2 separate regions of the Drosophila melanogaster genome follow, and region 1 is linked to region 2. Evidence: chromatin contacts called from public HiChIP or PLAC-seq data. All regions are on one chromosome and are shown on one strand. Each heading gives the region's core, a stretch centred on a gene start, on an enhancer-like site or on the middle of the called end of the contact. The rest is flanking DNA. Distances are from core to core; before and after follow the strand shown.

Region 1 (6,786 bases), core at 3,949-6,448, 400 kb after region 2:
TGGTCATCTGGGTGGTGCTGGGCGTGAACTTTCGCAGCGAGCTGGTGAGCAAGCACGGCTGGGTGGTCTACGCCACCTCCTGGCTGGCGGTGTGTGTAATGGTCCTGATGGACATCGGACTGAATGTTTACCACGCCACCAGCCACAACGACATCCTGAATCCGATCTACGATGCGTATACGCTGTACGCCATATACATGTTCATGCCGGTGCCGTACCTGCTGCAGCCGTTTGTCCTTGGATCGGCAGTCACCTTTTGCTACATAATAAACTACAGCTTCGTGATCACCGCCAAGGATGACAACCAAATGCACAGCATCCTGAACGAGGCCATATACCTGAGCTGTGTCAACCTACTGGGCATTTTCTTTCGCCTGATGAGGGATATAGCGCTACGCACCACCTTCCTCGATCGCCGGCAGTATGTGGAGGAGAATCTCCTGTTGCGCTATGCCAGGGATCAGGAGCGGAGTCTCTTGCTTAGCATCCTGCCTGCCCAGATCGCCGATCGGCTGCAGGAGGATGTGAAGAACCGCATCGAGCGATCCAAGCAGCAGCACCAGCAGCAGTCGCAGGTGGATCTGCGCAGGAGTGCGGATAGCCAGACCCTTAAAAGGTGGCGACAACCGGACCATGGGTGAGTTGGATGATCCCAGTTTAAATTACTGCATATATTACAACAATTCTGCCTTTCTCCAGCACCCTCTTCATTGAGCCCCACGAAGATGTCACCGTCCTCTACGCGGATGTGGTCAACTACACCCACTTGACCACCACCCTGGATGTGAAGAAGCTAGTGGAGGCTCTGCACGATCTCTTCGTGCGTTTCGACATTGCCAGCGAGGAGTACAACGTGCTGAGGATCAAGTTCCTGGGCGATTGCTACTACTGCGTGGCTGGGCTGGCCAATCCCAATGCGGATCACGCCAAGTGCTGCGTGGATCTGGGACTGCGTATGATCAAGGACATTCGAGATGTCAGGTGGGCACAGCTTCATGCTAAGCGTTCTTAAAATATGTATGTCATTGGCCGTGTTGTGATAACTCACCACTGATAACTCGCATTTCATGCGGCCGGATGAAAGCTGTGATTACTGATAACGATTAGGAGGGAACTGTTCAATCGAATCAATCTATCATAATGGAATTAAAGGAGTTTGAGCTGTTAAGTATCAGGCATATATTTCTTTCATACTCAACTAGCGACTCAACTCGACTAAACTTTCCTTCTTCCTTTTCCCGAATTTAACCATTTCAACTGGAATTTTGTGCTGCATTGAACGTGATGTCATGATTGACCCACGTACTTTACCAAACTTGATAAGGCATACAAATTCAAATGGAAACCTAGTACCCAAAGGCAGCCCTATTAAATTGACCAATAAAAGTCGTTTGTTGGCTTGCTAATAGCTATTTATTGTGTGCTTTTGTGGAAAACAAAAAGTATATCCTTTCAATCCTTATTTTACTTTCTCCTTAGAGAGAAGCGCCATCTGAATATCGACATGCGAATCGGCGTCCACTCGGGCGATGTCCTATCCGGCGTAATTGGAGCCGCCAAGTGGCAGTTTGACATATGGTCGAAGGACGTGGATATTGCCAATCGCCTGGAGGCCACTGGAGCCACAGGACGAGTGCATGTGAGCCAGAAGACCCTATCCCTGCTGGATGGCGAGTACTTCTTCGAGGACGGCACCGAAAAGGCTCGAGAGGATCCGGTGCTGCAGAAGCACGGCATTCGCACCTTCCTTATCAAGTCACTGCGCGTGAGTATTCCCCGAACGGCCCTGCGTTCCTTGCCAGCACCATTATCTCGAACCGAAAGTTGTAGGCCCCCATGCATGACCCGCGTCGCAGGATGAGGGAGCGGCAGGTGAAGAAGCTGAGCGAGGCCAGCAAGGCCAACTTTATGCACAACTCCACGCTCCACCAGTACAACCAGGTGCGCAACCAGGCCAAGCTGGAGATGTGTCGCGAGCTGGACAAGATGCCCATCGGCAGGATACAGTGAGTAGTCCTGTGCAAGTCCTCAAAATGTAATGCAATACTTAAGGACGTCCTCTTTCCAGGCTCACCAAAGTCTTCCGGCGAAGCACTCGGCTCACCCAGGACGAAATCGAAGAAGAGACCTTTCGACGCAACATCAGCTCCTGCTGTCTGTTCTTTCGCATCCGCAACTGGGAGTTCCAGTATATCAAGGAGCCGGATGTGATGCTCAAGTACAGCATTGCTTTGGCTTGGGTCATTTACATGGGTCTGCTGACCATCCAGCTGCTGAGCAAGGAGTAAGTGATGGCTGTCCTTAGTCCACTAGTTATTTACCTTTGATGTCCACTTCAGTGCTCGCTATCACTACTGGTACATAGATGGCACCACGATTATCCTGCTCACCATGCTGCTGATCGTGTCCTGGTACAAGAAGCTCTGGATCATGTACATGTCCGATGCGGATGTGTCCTCGCCGAACGGCCGGCTCAGTGGCTTCCTCTTCCGCATGTCGGATGAGATGCAGCGCAATGTGGTCATCCGGGTGGTGATGTACTTCCTGATCATCTTCTCCTATTGCGCGGTGGCCATTATGCAAGTGGTGGGATGCAGCAGTGACGAGGACTACGCGGATCTGGATCCGACCTACGACGAGCGGGTTCAGTGCTTTCATCCTTGGGTGGGAGAGTCCCCAGATTCTGTGATGAAAAGTTTAATTACACAAACTACCTTCCCTGCAGATACTCACCAATTGCATGACCCTGGTAATTGGCATGTCCTTCCTCTTCACGCGAATCCCCTTCATCATCAAGTCCTGCTTCTCTGCTTTGATAATGATCGGCTACGCGGTGCTGGTGGTGTCCGAGTTCAACTTCATCTACGCCAACAGCCCCTCCACCAATGTGAACTTCAACGCCAAGTACTCGCATATCCTGCTGATGATCATAACGTTCGGCATTTTTCACTTGATGGAGCGGCAGACGGAGTTCATTGCCAAAGTGGATTACAAGTAACTACAGTGAACTCACCTCTTACGAGAATCGCTTACTCACACATAATTCATTTGGCAGCTGGAAACGGCAGCTAATTAAGAAGCAGGAGGACGCCCTGATCACCAATGACACCATTAAAGTGCTCCTCACCAATATTCTGCCCACACATGTTGGTAAGTTTGCCAAGTGGCCAGCTGGTGACATACTAACTCCATCCGCCCATCCAGCCGACTTCTATCTGTCGAATCAACTGCAGAACGAGCTCTACTACGAGGAGTACGATAATGTGGCCGTGATGTTCGCCTCGATCAAAAACTTCGACACCGACAAGATCGGACTGCGGGTGCTCAATGAGATTATCTGCGACTTTGACGATGTGGTGAGTAGTAGTCTGGCATCGTTTTCCGTGAATCCCCCCTAGAAATAGTACCTAAATTTAGGCACTTCGTAACGCAGCATAGCAATCTTATCGAATCGTAATGGAACGAAGTGCGTCTTCAATTAGATAGCAGTGGCATTCTTTTGAGATAAACTCCACTCTTGTCAATTGAAGGGAACCCTTAACCATAAATAAATAGAAAGAAATAAATATATCTAATTGAATTATCCGCTTCTCCGCTTATAGTTGAACAAGTACTCGCAGAGTCTGCGCGTGGAGAAGATCAAGGTGGCCAACTGGACGTACATGGCGGCCTGTGGCCTAGACGTCTCTCGTTCGGAGCAGGTGAACGCCCCGCAGATGAAGTTCCGCAACGTTTCCCTCATGCCCAACGGGCGCAGGAGTCGCTACGACGGAGCACGAAGCTCCAATGCGGACGGAGTGCAGCGGGTGCCGTACGGAAACGGCAGCAACATAGCCCTGGATCTCGACTTGGAGCGGGGTCAGTACGAGGGCAACGTGATCACCAGCGGGCCGCGCATCAGTAGCACCCACAACGGGAGCAGCAGCAACGAGGTGGTGCGCGTGATGGCCGAGTTCGCCCTGGACCTGATGCGCACGATGCGCCGCTTCAACACGGAGAACATGCAGACGGAGTACGAGGGCAGCACCGACTACGGCATGCTGAGGATCGGCATCTCGCACGGCAGGGCCATGGCCGGGGTGGTGGGCATCTCGAAGCCCCACTATGACATCTGGGGCAATCCCGTGAACATGGCCTCGCGCATGGACTCCACCGGCGTGCCCGGCCAGATTCAGGTCACCGAGAACACGGCGCTTAAGCTGCGCGAGTTTAACATTCAGTGCAACTACCGCGGCATGACCTTCGTCAAGGGGCGTGGCAACATTCCCACCTACATCATCGGCATCGACAGCGAATACCAGTTCCTGCCACATCGCCCGGCCGCGCCAACCAAAGAAGACTAGCTGAAATTTACCAGAGATTAGATTTAGGACATGCATGTATGTAAATATAGAGTATAATAGGTTTAGGACAGTCGCAAATAAAAGCTGTAATTCGAACTAAACTTGCATTCAGAATTTCTATTTTGTTGATTATGGGAAAAAATACGGTGGCTGTGTGTCAAAAGTCAATCAAATTGGAGCACACAACTGGGAGATTGCCGTTTACAATACCAGGCGAACAGCAACACTAGGAGGTGACCATTGATTTTCCCAGCATCCTTGCTCTACAGATTATGATCGCTTGGTGCAGCAAACCTGGAAATGTGCGCTCACTTGAGGCCAATTTGGTTGGGCAAATTGGGAGATTTTTCGATTTAAGTACCAGGCGAACAGAAATCGCAGAAGGTGACCAATTGATTCCTAACAGAAGCTTGTTAAAGATTATGTTTACTTGGTGTTAAAAGCCACGAATGTCCCACGAATCGCCGCAAATTGGTCGGTCTAAATCGAAGAAATTCTGTTTCCTGATACCAGGCGAACAGAAATCTGCAGCAGGTGGCTGGTCGAAATTTTTAATACTTAATATTCCATTGCATACTTTTGGGCTGCACGTATCTGCGGAGTGAACTGTGCAGTGTGGCCGTATTTTTTGAACTGTTCTCACCAAGCCCAAAAGTATGCAACAGTTTTGGGTGAAATTTAAATAAGTTTGTCCCGCGCCAAGCCCAAAAGTATGCAACAGTTTTGGCTGAAATTTAAATACGTTTTGCCCGTTTTATTTGAATTTCAAATGTCTACCGTTTATAACGGCCTAAAAACCAAGAATTTTGTAAAAGTGACAAAAGTGAAAAATAAAAAAACCCTTTTTATTTTATGTCATAACTTTATTATAAAAACACAATTTGTTTACAATATACACACTGACGAAATGGATCCGGCCTACAGCAAAAATGTAGTGGACTACCGCTCGCTTGGCAACATGCCGGGCTACGAGTGGAAACTCCTGCGGGTATGCCATGTTGCGGAAATAGCTTTCCAAGTGTCCAAGTACCATTCAATTGCAGTACAAGTGCCGCGAGTTGCGTCTGGAAGGCGTTTACCATCGGCATTGTCACCTGGTTTCGGTGGCCCTTGTGACCCAACTTATTATAGTCATCGAAATTTTGATGCTCATCCATGTGATTCTGCTGTTCAGCGTGGTTAAGGTGGGAAAAATACCGCAATCGCATCGCTTTAAATAACTGGGTTTCCTCCGATGCAGAACATTGATTTCCTCACCGTACTTCCCTATTTCGCGGTCATGTTACTCACTCCATCCATTCTGATGCCTAGCAGGGAGCCCAACGTCGAGCAATACGAATCCATTGCCATATTGGTCAGCTGTTTAATGGCTCTGCTTTTGACTGCGATGGGTTTGTGATTTCTGCGACACTCGTATCCAAGGTTCACACTAAGATCTCATCCATTTCAGACTTGATACTGCCCATCTGTTACTTCAGGCCCTTTTCCCTAGTACCAAGTTATGATCACGTTGTGATTGTCCTGATATACCTGATGTTTCCAATAGCCTTTGTGAAAAACGGCAGGGCTTACTTTTTGGGCCTGGCCGTTTCACTGTTCTACTTTGGCTACATGGCGTTGATAGACAAGATTAGCACACTGGATAAAGTGTGGGAGCTGACGGCTTATGGGGCGTACCTGTTCTTTCTGAACATGCTGTGCATGTTCCTTTCCAGATTCCAAGAGTACAACATGAGAAGCGGAATACTGAGTCGTTACCAGGTGGTGTACCAGAACTTGGTGTTTCAAGTGAGTAAATCTAAATTTCTATGTGCTAGTTACCTTATAACAATTTCTTAGATGGCTATGAAAGAGGAAAAGGCCCTGCTGGACTCGATTATACCAGTAACTCTGGCGAGATCTTTGCAAGACGCCATCGCCAGTCACATCGAAGAGGATCCGTCTAATTTAATGCCCTTTACGAAAACACGGTGAGTTATACAGATTAAAAGGCAGTTGATTGAAAGCAATTAATTGCTCACAGACATCTCTTTATGGAGCCCCATCCGGAAGTATCTATTCTAGAAGCGGATATGGTTGACTTTACGGGTCTAACCACCACCATGGAAGTTTCGGATCTTGTGGCCATCTTGCACGAGTTGTTCGTTAGCTTCGATCTGGCTGCCAACCACAACAGGGCCACCCGCATCAAGTTCCTGGGCGATTCATACACCTGCGTCACTGGGATTCCCAGCTACTTTCCTACCCACGCCAACGCCTGTGTGAACCAGGCTCTGGACATGATTGAGATAAGCCGAGAAGTCAGCAAGCGACGAAACAAGAAGATCGACCTTCGGATCGGTGTGCACTCGGGGGAGATACTAGCTGGGATCATTGGGCTCACCAAGTGGCAGTTCGACATTTGGTCGAAAGACGTCGACATCACTAATCGGCTAGAGTCAAG
Region 2 (7,249 bases), core at 2,021-4,520:
CACGTATGGCATATTCACCCTTTTGTTTTGCTTCGAGCTCGAAAAATGCGCACATTTAAACGCTCCGCTGCCCACTGATCTCTGATAAATTCTTTTTCCCTCACCCAGCACTTTTGCACCATTTTCCCGACGTCTCTGTTTTGATCGTTGGCCATTTGTCTAGAGTGTAGACCAAAAACCACGTTGTGCCCATTAAGAGATCAATATTTGGCTTTGTTTCGTTTTGTTCGCACGTTAAATGTGACGGAAATGCGAAGATTTGTTGCATGCGGAAGCCTCCACACACTCATCTCTTGTGACTTAAATGTTTTAAGTTATGCTTTATTTGTTTATTGTCTTCGCTGGAGAGATGCCCCCGAACTTGTGACCGCACTGGGGGGCAACTCCACCGTGGGCACCCTTCTGCGGTGGCTTCCAACGGCCACAAAAGTAAAAGTGCGTAAGTGGATAGGCAAAATGCGGTGGCATCAATCGACCTTGTTATGTGTTATTAAAAAAGTGTCTATTGGAAAGGATACATTTCTAGGGAAATTGTTGTATATTTGTAAGCCAATAAAAAGGTATGCTTAGTATGAAACCCTTATTAAAAAATTCTACATATCTATAAGGTACTAACTAAATAATTAATTTAATAACTAATAATATAAGTAGTAAAATAATAGTAATAATAAAGTTTAATAAATGTTTAAAATGGCTTTTCAATAAAAAATACAGTGGCATAGTTGCTTGTAGCATTCATATTGTTTTTATTAAGCTTGAAAGTAGTCTATGACTGTAAGTCTTGTTTATAGCAGCCAAAAAGCACACATCATCTATCTATTTTTTTCTAAGCCTTCAAAAATCAATTTGAAATCGTAGTTTAAAGTTGTTTAAGAAATCAATGCCCAAAAGTTTTCTACAAAATAATATTAAAGAAAGCCCATTTAATGAGTTCGAGTAGTGCATCTGGTGAAATATCCTTAAATCGGAAATTAAGAAAACTCTATGAATGCAAATTCCAGATACATAAGGCTATATATAGTTTTATATTTAAGCTTCAAGTTTCATATGAATGCTGATGCGAATCTTATTATGAAAGCGCACGTCTTGCCAGAGTACAGATGGCATAGTTCTTCTGCAGATAAATAATCAGTTAATAAACACCAACTGGTTATTGGCGGATCAAATGATAATCAACCGCCGATGATTACCTTCACCTTTTTCACTCCACGCCCACAAATTAGCCAGATCGATTATTGTCAATCAAGTGGCGTGATCTCGACGAAGTGCTCTCTACCCATCAATTTCCATAACATTCATAACTAATGGAAACCATAATTACCCATACTTGGAATCAATTTGAAAGTGAATGTGTTCTGATCAGAAATGCCAATCAACTAATTAATTGTAAGATAAAACAGAATAATCAAATTAAAGATCAATCTATGTTTTCAGTTCCTTTCTGTGCAGTAAAAAAACGAAATATTTGAATTTTTATAATTCTCTACATTTTGTATTTATAGCATTGTCAGCCGTTTCAGCTTCAAACTTATAGTATACACAAAATTATTATAATACATGTGTTTTTTTTTATTATTTTTTTTTACATTTTGTTCGTTTTTCTTCATCTTTTCAGGTTGGTTCTTCTTCGTGGGCGTGTGGCAGGATGGGCGTTTGTTCCTCACTCGATGTTTTCATTATTTACAATTAAAGAGAAGGTTGATTAACAAACAAAAGAGAGAATTGCGCGAAAGCTGAGACAGAGACGGCAATGTGTGTGTGTGTGTGTGAGGGAGACAGAGGCTGCCGGGAAAGTCCGGGGAATCCACGGCAGGACATGATGGACATGACTGTGGTACTGAGTATTTTAGCAGGCTTCGTCAGTGGATCGATCAGCCGTTTTGTGAGGTCGTCAACGTGCTTAATAAATTACAGAAGAGTGGTGTTAGCGGTGCAGGTGGTGCTTCAGGTGGTGCATCCAGCGGACTGCTCCACTTCCTTAGTAGTGGGCCACATGCGCGTGAGCGTTGTGGGTGGCGTATCCGTAGGCGGGCACCTGATGCGCCAGGGATCCGGCGTAGGGCACGGCGGGAGCGGCGGCCACATGGTGGGCAATGGCTGGGGCATAGGCCGGAGCGGCATGGACCACGGCGGGAGCGGCGTGGGCAACCACAGCGGGAGCGGCGTGGTGCACAGTGGGGCCGGTCTTGTGGACGACGGCGTTGAAGCCATTGTGGTCATCGGCGGTGTACTCCACGGTGCGCACCGAACCATCGGGCTCCACCAGAGAGTAGGATCCCTTGACGACATCACCATCACGCACTTCGTGCTGCGACTTCACGTCTCCGGTGTGAGAGTCAGCCACTCCGTAGTTGTAGTGGTACTTGGGGTAGGCCTGCGGATTGGCGTAAAGATTCCATGAGAAGAGTACGGGCCTGCTAGGATTGGGTGCTAATTTTATGTGCATGCCACACGCCACTCGAAGCAGCTGGCCATGCTAATGAAGCTAGCGTGGGAAAATGGCTAAATGGCAAATGCCACAGTGACCCTGGGCCACCAGCATCCACAGAGGAGTGGGTGAGAGGTTGTGCGGACTGATGGTGTCAGTTTTAGGGCATATTAAGTATAATTTTATGATTGCATGAACAGCCGGTAGGCTGTATAACTTTTTCGGGCTTACAGGTCGTATGAGTAATGTTTGCGGGAGGGATTACGTGTCGTATAAGTAATTTTTATGAGTCAAGATGCATGCATTTCTTAGCTCTGGATGGTATTGTAGTCGTTTGATTTTAAAAGAGCAATAAACTCATGATGCACATTTTCAATTAAGAGGAAGCTTTTCAAAATGTATGTTTTAAACAAGTCAAATGGATTCCAATAGTAGGACATTGATTTTCTTTAAGAGTTAGTAATCCTCATATGCGCTACTTTGAAAGTTAATCCTTTTTGGGTTATCTTGCCCACTTACATGGTAATCGATTCCCTCGTCGTGGTGACCATGGCCGGCATAGATGGCCGGGGCGGCGGCGTAGAGACCAGCACCATGTCCGTGGAGGACTCCGGCGGAGGCGGCGCTCAGGACGGCCAGGCAGATGAGGGACTAGATCACAGGGGATAGGGGTTTGTTTTATTAGTTTGCTATTTCGATTGGATCACAGGGCACTTTTGGCTGTCACAGGGCTGTCCTGTTCACTCACTTTGAAGAATGCCATTGTTTGGATTTTTGGGATTTTGTTTCTTGCAGACGCGAGTGTGTGCTGTACGTTGAGCTGGATTCAACTGATAACTAGAACCAAGAAGGAAGCCGCTTTTATATACAAGACAACGCCCGAGCGGCCCAAACCGAGCCGAGTCACAAAAAGCCGAATGCCAGTCGGTCAGCAGGGGCAAAAACAAAACTACAATGAAATACCAGCCAAAGCCGAGCTTTGCGGAGCGAAGCCCAAGAAGTTGAGGCCCCCACAACGCCCCTGCAACGCCCCCCCTTCCCCACCAACAATTCACAATTATTTAATGCTTTTCAGCGAAAAAAAACGAGAGTGAAGTTCAGTTCAGATGTGGAGCGACTGTTGGCTGGCTGTGGTTTGTCTTTGGAAATTGTCTGATTTCTGAGATAACCGGCGATGTATGCAAATCGAAGTCGAAATAATTGTGAAATGGAAGGGAAAACCTCACTTAATGCGAGTTCTATCTGCTGAAATCAATACTCGTATTAACATATCAAATTGGCCATTATTAAGGCGTATTAATTATGAAATCATGATCGGAAAAAAGTTGGCTATCTATATATTACCATCTCCCATCACGATTTAATTGAAATGGCCTTTGCAAGCTCTAAACTACCTAGCAAAAACAATCTTCGCGCACGAATAAAATTAGCCGTAAACACAAATATTTATGAAATAAAAAGACAATGGCTGAAATAAGTTAAAATTGCATTTCGGTGGGCGGCGGTGTTGCAGCCCCCTCCTGAAAATCCCCATGGTTTTTTTCTGTTGCATGTTGCAATTTGTTCGCTCGTCTGTTTCGTGGGCTTCAAGTCGAAGTTTTCTATGTTCTACGTTTTCTGTGCCTTATTTTGCTTGCAGCGGGCGTCGTCTGTCAAATCTTTTGGTTAATGTGATAGTACACTGCCAAAAATGGTTTGAGGTATTGTAGATTAATTTCGAAGTCTTAGTAAAACATCAGTGGTATCATTCCACTAAAACGAGCTACTGACTCATGAAATCCCATAAATCTTGAGATATTTTTGCAATACTTTTAACTAAAGTCAGCAAGTGGCTTTGTTCTTCAATTGTTTTCCAGTGCACTGACTGTTGTTCCTACTGACACTTTTTTAATTGCCATGTAGGCCGTTTTGCTTATTAAACCCATCTGGGAAAGACAAGAGGGGTGTGCTATGGGGAGGCCACCACCCGAAGACGCTGTAGAAACGCCTTTGAAGTGGGGCGCAGCGTGGCGCCACATCATTATGGCCAAAATAGACGCCAGTTCAGCCCCAACTCATTACCAGGCCAAAACTACGAACAGTAAAAAAGCAAAAGCGTTTGGTTTTGTCATATTTTTGAGGGCTGCCTTGCTTTGTTTTACGGCATATTTGCGCCAGGCTTATGCTACGTACTTGCCCTGCTTCGACTCATTTAATAAATTGTCTCGAATTAGTAGCTCGGCTCTGACATTCCCCCTTTGGTGCCCCCCCCCCCCCCCCCCCCTCTGAGCCACCATTTATGCCAGGCTGGCCATCGCGTACTACAAATTGAAGTAATCATCTCAAGGTTAGCACGACACAGCAGCAAACGACGTGTAACGGATCACTAACAGTTTTAATCTCAGCAGGGGCGTAGTTAAAAAAGAGGGTTTACTTATCCGAAAGTTAGTCCAGATTACTTTACACATGTTGATTTTCGTAGAATGGGCAGTTGGGAATGGTTAGTTGGTAAGTAAGTAGACAATGAGCTTCCTTAGAATTTAATTATATTTCTTTAAAGTTTCCCATCCCCCCTTTATGATATACCCCTCTAAATATTCAAACTGCATCTTTGAGTTTGCCTGAATTAGAGCACGATCTGATTGCGTCCTTTGTTTGCGGAAAATGACGCACCGTCGTGGCCAATTAATTGAATTTTTGCAGTCGAGACTTTGAAAAACTAGGTTTCGATTGGGTTCGAGCAAAAATGCTGTAATTGATTGCCTTTTGATGGAAGATTGAGCCATATTTGGGAAGAGGTAGGGCTGATCAGTGGTTCGCATTGTGTCGATAGAATATCCCTGATAAACAATCGTTTCAAGCCACTCAAAATTTTATTACAACTTCTAATATAACAATGCAATGCAAAACCAGTTCCACCAACTTCCTTGATACGCGGTTTCGTTTCCTAGGTATTCACCAACCCGTTAGTTAAATGTGTGGAAATTCCTTGAACAATCATATGCCACTCACCGCGGCAGAACCAAGTCCAGTTTAAACAGACTATACTATAGTAGACTAGACTAGACTAAGCCCAACAATGACAATTACGAATTCGTGAATGCGAAACTCTTTGGCCACATTGCGCGTTTCCTTTTCGATTTAATTATTCACCCCTTCCGCTGAAACTCAGATTTGAGTACGTGCAACAGATCCGCTCCACATGGGCGCAAATATATATCTTAACAGTTATGAGTCAGGCGCGGAGTTCCAGAGACCACCCATTTTGCAGTCGGCAGCCGGATTCGCAGAATCATAGAATCGCAACGCCCAAGTGGCCAGCAGCAGTTGCAATAATCTTGGCCCGATCTTGGCTCGTCATGTCAGCGCACCAAGATCCGAGATCCGAGTCTCTGGCCACTTGAGTGGTGTCCAAACGAGTGGAGAGCCGCCGAGCTGGCCATATTTTTTTTAGCTGCGGGTGCACGACGTGAATAGTCACTGTGACTCGCGGTGTTAGAGAGTATTTACCTAGACTATACTGCGAGAAAATATAAGAGGTTTTAAGTACAACAAGCCCGGAATTTCTAATGGCAAGTAATGTAGCCCTCTTAGGAATTTGTACTAGTCGTGATTTTAGCCTTAAAGGAAGACCTTTTTCTCGCAGTGCACGCGCTTGGACTCAGCTCAAGTTGATATATATTCAAACAAATTTGTTGTAATTAAAGCAATTTGTGTGCGTTGCCTTAGCTGCACTAGCTGTTCGGCTGCTGATTGAGTGGCAAATGTTTGCAGCTTTTCCTCGCATTGTTGTTGCGGTCGTGTGTGCGCAATATGCGAAACAAGTTCGTTGCCCAAGTCATTCGTTTGATTTTGAGTTTCGTTCTGTCAGATGCCTTGCGCAATACGATCTGATGGTAGCGAGTTCACAAGTCAACAGTGAGTGCAGAACGTAGGTTATAATTTAAATTAATTATGCAAAAACGTATTGCAATTAACATATTGAACTAAGCCCAAACGACTCACAGCAATTAACATTTACTCATGATTTGCTTTGATCATTTTCGACCAGCGGCCACTACGCTTTGTGGTTAAAAAAAAACCGCAGAAAAGAGGGAGTCGATGGAAAAAAAAAAACAATACCAACTGCAGTAATTGAACAAACCGGTGACCTTGACCAACGCCGAATGGAATTCACTGGAAATCAAACTGCAATCAATAGACAAAAGAGTTCAGCAGCGTGGTAAAAAATGTTAGAAAAAGCGTAATTGATTAATAAAATCACCGGGGCACAATTTGCTTGTCATACAAATTTCAGTTAAAATCTGATAATACAGTGAAGAAAATCTGTTTTTTCCTTTTCTCGTAAAGTGCAACCACCAAAAAAGTAACTATACCAAGGTCAAACCAACTTCAATTGGTTCCCTACCAAATTGTTATTTTTGTAAACGCTCCGAGATTTGGGTTTCAATTTTCTGACAGCTTAATGCCAAAACTTTCGGTGGGCGTTCGGCTTATCAGCCGTCCAATTACAAATGTGAATGGGGGGGAGACACCAGTAAACAGACAACAGCTTAATCCGTGCAATTATGTCGCTCGAAATTTACATAGATCACCACCATTGTTCCGCGGATCGACCAGATCGACCAGATCGACCTTCAGGCGGTGGCCCAGACCAGCTCGGACCAGGCTTAGAATGGAGACCCAGCAATGGCAATTTGCCATGACCAGGCCAAGACAAGACCCGGGACCCAATCCTCGGTCGCATTTGGTGTGCATGCTGATCGCTTTTCGCAATGCATTCACTGCAGTCCGCAGGGGGCGTGGCGCTTTACAAAATTTCCGCTTTGGGTCTCTCGTATC

What was found. HiChIP or PLAC-seq counts read pairs in DNA pulled down with a chosen protein or histone mark.
Region 1: a CP190 HiChIP or PLAC-seq map of the Kc167 cell line shows a contact between it and region 2, with 5 times the contacts expected there. The contact joins the promoter of CG32301 here to the promoter of Cpr62Bc in region 2. A contact is called at or near these places in 9 of 107 Hi-C or Micro-C datasets (the Kc167 cell line, the S2 cell line, embryo and 2 more) and 1 of 6 datasets of contacts at active chromatin or transcription factors (the Kc167 cell line).

The regions. Positions count from the first base shown.
Region 1 is chr3L:2,239,280-2,246,065 of dm6, forward strand. It overlaps CG32301, which reads left to right and starts at 5,199. Exons shown (of 12, transcript NM_167939.3): 1 at 5,199-5,331; 2 at 5,387-5,527; 3 at 5,584-5,734; 4 at 5,794-6,131; 5 at 6,183-6,313; 6 at 6,367-6,786. The coding sequence starts at 5,251. It overlaps ACXD (Adenylyl cyclase X D), which reads left to right. Exons shown (of 12, transcript NM_138984.4): 3 at 1-637; 4 at 700-981; 5 at 1,480-1,765; 6 at 1,831-2,006; 7 at 2,069-2,284; 8 at 2,340-2,664; 9 at 2,726-2,994; 10 at 3,056-3,150; 11 at 3,205-3,356; 12 at 3,603-4,440. The coding sequence ends at 4,343.
Region 2 is chr3L:1,838,814-1,846,062 of dm6, forward strand. Cpr62Bc (Cuticular protein 62Bc) reads right to left here and starts at 3,271. Exons shown (of 3, transcript NM_139411.2): 1 at 3,177-3,271; 2 at 2,948-3,079; 3 at 1,468-2,374. The coding sequence starts at 3,191. The coding sequence ends at 1,979.